2 separate regions of the Anser cygnoides genome follow, and region 2 is linked to region 1. A link is a contact called in public Hi-C data. All regions are on one chromosome and are shown on one strand. Each heading gives the region's core, a stretch centred on a gene start, on an enhancer-like site or on the middle of the called end of the contact. The rest is flanking DNA. Distances are from core to core; before and after follow the strand shown.

The links. Hi-C and Micro-C count contacts between places; a contact is called where the count stands out from the background.
Region 2: a Hi-C map of liver shows a contact between it and region 1, with 3 times the contacts expected there. The contact joins two enhancer-like sites. A contact is called at or near these places in 4 of 7 Hi-C or Micro-C datasets (granulosa cells and liver).

What each region holds. Positions count from the first base shown.
Region 1 is chr1:115,883,998-115,886,880 of Taihu_goose_T2T_genome, reverse strand. No RefSeq gene overlaps it. Among named protein-coding and RNA genes, the nearest start is that of ERG, 33 kb to the right of the region's middle. Within about 2 kb of position 1,395, at least 1 of the 3 cell types and tissues checked has open chromatin away from gene starts, as enhancers often do. A contact at or near this core is called in liver, where this site is marked.
Region 2 is chr1:116,021,226-116,023,925 of Taihu_goose_T2T_genome, reverse strand. It overlaps LOC125183666 (a long non-coding RNA gene), which reads left to right. Exons shown (of 3, transcript XR_007166017.2): 3 at 1,083-2,491. Among named protein-coding and RNA genes, the nearest start is that of PSMG1, 47 kb to the left of the region's middle. Within about 2 kb of position 1,330, at least 3 of the 3 cell types and tissues checked have open chromatin away from gene starts, as enhancers often do. A contact at or near this core is called in liver, where this site is marked.

The DNA of each region.
Region 1 (2,883 bases), core at 146-2,645:
ATGAATTTAGGAGTAGCTCAAGAATTCTCTCCTCAAGAATTACTTTTTTTTTTTTTTTTTTTTAAAGGAAGCTGGAGAAGGAGCAGAGAAGGCAGTTACTGCTGCTGTTGGAGACAGGGACCTGGTCCTCAAACACTTTTGCACACAATTAACTTGATGTATCTAAGTAGCCACATCAAATGCTCTTGTAAAGTCATTCATATGAACAAGTGTTTGCAGGATCAGTATCTAAATCATTGTTCTGATTCTGAGTTCTCTCATGTTTCCCCATCTATAAAGCAGTCATATTGCAGAGATCATTTGTTAAATCCTTTGAAATCAATTAATTTAGAGCAGTAAATATGAATATGTTTTTATTTTTTATTTTATTTATTGATGTCAGAGAAGGAATACTGACCAAAAAATGGATGTTTTCCACTTCCCACAAGAAAAAATAATTAAACAGAAATATTGAGAGATTAACCTGGGAAAACAATAAACATTTCTTATAAAGGAATTATTACACAAAAATGATTATTGAATGAAAGAAAAGAAGACTCTGGAGAAACAGTGGCAAATGCAATTAAAGCAGGAGGAAAGTGTTAAATAACTTCACTGTTAGCAGGGGAACTTGTTTAATATGATGTCCAGATGGCTGCATGCTTCTTCTCTTCCCCTCCAATATGCTGAATGTTCATTGTACTTTTAGACACCTTTTCTGGTTGATTCTCCTGCCAGATTCTCACTTTTCCTCTTGTAAATCAGGAACAGTTCTGCTGATGCAAACGGATTCACACTTCTGTGAAGTAGTCAAGCCCTGTATATTTTACTTTGACTTGGCCACACAAAAGTCAACAGGAAAAGTGCCACTGCCACCAGAGGAGCCAGGCTTTCATCCCGGATTTTATGTTTTCCTTAAATTTCTGCTTTATACTCCATGGCAAACATGTAATCTGTATGTTTCACAAATTGCTGCTGATGATATATTGTACATCAGATTGCTATCCAGGACACTCCACCACTTAATCTGCTCAAGAAACAGTTTTGGGTTCAGTGCCCTGTACTTTCTGCGTTTGATATGTTTTGGTATCAATGACCTTATGTTAGTGGTGTGGTAAGAGAGGTCATCTGGCAGCCCACTGGGATTCCTCTCTGCTATTTGAGAACGGTTGAAAAAATTGGAGTGGTAAAAGAAAGGTTTTTGTTTTCCTTTTGAAAGCATTTTTTAAAATGTCATGAGACACTCTTACACTATTTCATTTTAGCATGCTGTTCGTTAAGCTAATGGTTTGGGCTCAGTAACACAGCCAATTCATGTATGTTTAGCCATCTGTGAAGGTTTCTCATAAATTAAAAGATGCAGTGCTGTAAAATGATACTGCAGTGGTTACACTGGTTTATTTTCCTTTTTTTTTTTTTTTTCTTTTCTTTTTCTATTTATCAAGCACTTATGATAGTAAGTTCTTATAGTGCCACCATCTGGTTGAGATAGCTACTGTCTTCACTTTCAGACTGTCTTTAAATGAACATTTTGTTATTATTAAAATAAAACACAAGTCAGTCCTGTGAGATTGCTAACACCCCTTTCTCTTGCGTCTAAGTTGTTGAGAGGAGTAATTTGAAGAGAGCAGCTAAAATGACTGGCACTGTAGAGGTACGCATAACTTATCTATATGGGGTATGAATAACTTCATTTATGTACTTTGTAAACTATGAATATTAACCTATGTTAATATTTTAAAGCTAACATTTAAGATAGACTTCTCAATTTTTAAATTATGTATGTTTTATATTTATTTAATATAAAATTATTCCGTATGTACTTATGCTTTCCAAAAAAGTCTATTTTTCTCTTTGCATTGCTGATTCAGTCAAGCTGCAAAGTCAGATTACATAGTACAGCTGATTTTTCCTTTCTGATTTTTGTTTTTCTATAGTCTAATCCTTCAGTTGTAAATGCCACATTAGCAATCGTTATGGGCTCAAGTATGCAAAATAAGCATATCATGGCTATGACACCCAGCCTGCCTCCCTCCAGTCAACTAGTTCTTGCCAGAGAGGGAAGCCCTGGGACAAACAGAGCAGGTAGACCTCATTGCAAGTAAATGTCCTAAGGGGCTGGGCTGTTTGTTAATTCCCCTGATTTCTTCTGTGTGTTTGCTGTGCCATGGATAGTGCAGCTGTGTGTATGTATTTGCAATTGACAAAAGCACTGTTTTTGCTGCTGTGCTGCCCAGTGTTTCAGACAGCTTTGTGCCAGTGTGCTGGCCTCAGGTTTCAGTCTCAGGGCTAGACTTCGGGACTCTTCCCTAGCTGACCACGGACATTTACACAATTTGTGTTAGATGCCTGAAGCTGCCCAGGGTCCCTTCAACAGCTGAGGCTGGTTGCTCCACAGTGCCCGGGGGAACAGCGAGGTACAAAAGCGATGTACACCCACCTTTGCCCTTGTGGCCAAGCAGCAAACCACTGCCTTCTTCTTTCTAGGAGGGCCTCGAGGAGGCTGCAAACCCAGCAGTAGAGCTGTGCTTGCTCTAGAGATGGATTCTATGCAGTCTGTTGCTTTGACCCCCTTTCCTCTTTGGCCCCTTCCACGCAGGCCCTTCTGGAGTTCTCTGTCCACCAAAGTCTGGCTGTGCAATGCTGCCTCTCCCAGAGGTGAAAAGACCAATTACATGCTGCCTGCTGCTGCTTCAATCTCCAGTCCTTGGCATAAAGCACAGGCTCATGTGACAGTCACTGGAGGACACAAAGGTAAAAATGGGTAAGGAACCTCCCTTGTTCTTTTATGGGTTTCTTCTCAGCAGCTACACTGTGCAGGTGCCACAAGCAATTAACAATTTTATAGGACACTTGAGTTGAACATTTTCAGAGGGGGAGACTTGAGTAATCTCCTGGCCCCAA
Region 2 (2,700 bases), core at 81-2,580, 140 kb before region 1:
TAAAGCAGAGAGGCTGCTGAGATCTGGGAGTGGGTCTCCATGGCCCACTACAGACTACATGACTGTCATAACCACTGGGAAAAGGAGGAAGGAACAGAAGGAGTGGGATCAAAGAACACTTTTGCAAAAACAAAAGTGACTGGGAATTGAGGATTTGCCATGGGAGTGAGATAGGGAAGTGGAGGAGAGGGAATGGAGCTTGGAGCAGAGAGGCTGGTTCAGTTTGGCCCTTTTCTGCTCGTTTAAGAGGTGCCAGTTTTGGACACAAGCTGGTGAATAGACCGCATACCCTCCTTTGGGAGAAGGTGAAGGGGAAAGCACTGAAGGAAGAACAACAGAAGCAAAGAAGACAAATTGCTGAATTCAGAGCCAGGTTCACACTCAGGCTGCTAATGTGCACGCAGAACGGTAGCTGGCTGCACGGGTGCTGTTCACAGGTACATGCAGGGTATGTGCAGAGCCCTTCATTTGGCTGAGACAAAGAGCTCCTCTGCTGAGTGCAAATGCAGTGACTATGTTTGCAAATGGTTAGCCTGGTGTTTGCGTGGTATGAGCCTCTAAGAGACTCTGTGCGTGTTTAAAATGAGGCATTTACAGGTACCATGACCTGAATCACCTCTTTTTAGGGTGAAAATCCAGTGGGAAGCTTTCGTAAGAAAGAAATATCCCAAATGTTCATTTTGAAACCCTTTTCCCCCTAAAGCCATCCTGTTGGAAGGATGTTATGTGCCTCTGCCGATGGCAGTGATTCTGTTATCTCCAGTATGGCTTTATTGCAGTGATATCAGTTCAGCTGTGAGGAGGACAGTGCAGACAGGGCAATAAGGAAAAGAAGCAGACTTATAAAATAGGGATGCCTGGCAGTGCAACGCCTGGCACTTTAGAAAATGGAGCATGAAACCACAGCGCTTTAAAAAGCAAGTGGTGAAAAGGGCAGTCGTTTGAGGAAAAAATGTGTTTGGGTGTCTCTTGTTTTTGAGGAATGACGAGCTGATTCTCCTGCCTGCAGCAGCCAGAACTCCCTCAGTGTCTGTGACAAGCTTTGCTTTTATTGACTAGGCTGTTTTATTTATCCCTTGCAGGTGGCCAAGCACGGAGCCTCGTGGACCTTCGCTGATGTCGCTCCTGGCAGCTGAAGGAACATCACAGCATCACTGGGGACTTGCGGGTTTGCCAACCCAAATGTGAATGCCCCTGTAATACAAGGATGGTGCCCCAAACCCATGTCAGCCCCCAGAGCTCATTGCTACGAGCTGGTGGCTGGGAACAGGCTTTGGGGAGAGCTGTGCCCCATCAGGGGTGACTGAGCATACTCACACGGGACTTGTCCAAACATAGATGGCGCAACAGTTTAACTAATCTTTAAACTGTTAATTCTAAGGCTGTAGCTCTACAGCTCTCCTAAAACTAAATGTCTGCACAGGCACAGCTATGCTGATTTAGAAACAGCAATGAACAGCTGGGGTGTAAGGCTGCCTCTAAATCCGTGGCAGCTCCAACCAAAACAGTGTCCGACTGCCCCAAAACAGGCATTGCTGCCTGGCTGTGAGCCTGTTTGTCTGACCTGTGCCTGCAGACTCACGGGTGAAATCTGTGTTTACGGTCCTGCCAGAGGCTGCCAGAGCCCTCAAAACCTTTCATTCCATACAGCAATTAAGGGATTTTACCTTCATAATCACCCTCTGATAGGGAAAGCATGCATTCTTGTTTTACCAACTGTAAACAGATCGACAGGATTAATTAAGTGACTAGATTAAGGTCATGCAGGAAGCTGTGGTTGCGCTGGAAATTTCAGTGCAGGCCTCCAAACCCTTGCCTGGCTCCCCAGTCATCAGGCAACTGCCTGGCTGCAGGAACAAGAGGCAAATTTGCATCTTCTAAAGTGCCTGGGCTGTTCCTGACATTAGGGATTTGCATCGCTGGCTCAAGTTCCTGATTTCTATTATTAGGCCTATTATATATCTCTGCGTGTTGTGTTTGCTGTAGTAAGAGATCATAAAAGATATAAAGAGATAGTATTGTATCCCCAGACACTGTTTAGATGTGCTTGTGACAGCAGGGCTATGAAAACTAGACTATTATTTTAATACATCTACCTTGCCAAGCTCTGAAATCCAGAAAGGAGATAAAACTAGAATGGTTATGGCACATCTGGAAATACTTTTGTGCTGTGCGGGTGAGGAGCCCTGGCACAGGCTGCCCAGAGAGCTGTGGGGGCTCCTCCTTGGGGATCTCCAAAAGCCGCCTGGGCCTGGGCCTGGGCAGCCTGCTCTGGGTGGCCCTGCTTGGGCAGGGCTTGGAGCGGGTGGCCTCCGGGGGTCCCTGCCAGCCTCACCCACCCTGTGATCCTGTGATCTGCATGGAGATTCACTTTAACTGAATTGGTAGAAAATTGCGTAGGACCATGCCTGAATGAATAGGGAGATAAATACTGTTGGGTAGCTTAATTTTTATTTCCTTTCATTTTGCGGATGTGTGTTCCCTTACCTGCACACCAACATCAAGTATTTCTCAACACTTTTTTTTTTTTTTAATTGGCGTGTGTGCAGATCCTTCTGCTTTGATGGAGCGGCACCAGAGGCGTGCTTGCCTCACAAAGTTTATTTTGAGAGCATCCCGTCTGAACAAAGACGAGCTCCTGCTTGTTGCATGGGCAGAAGGTGGAATCCTGGCGGGGTGGGGCATGCCTGGAAAATACGC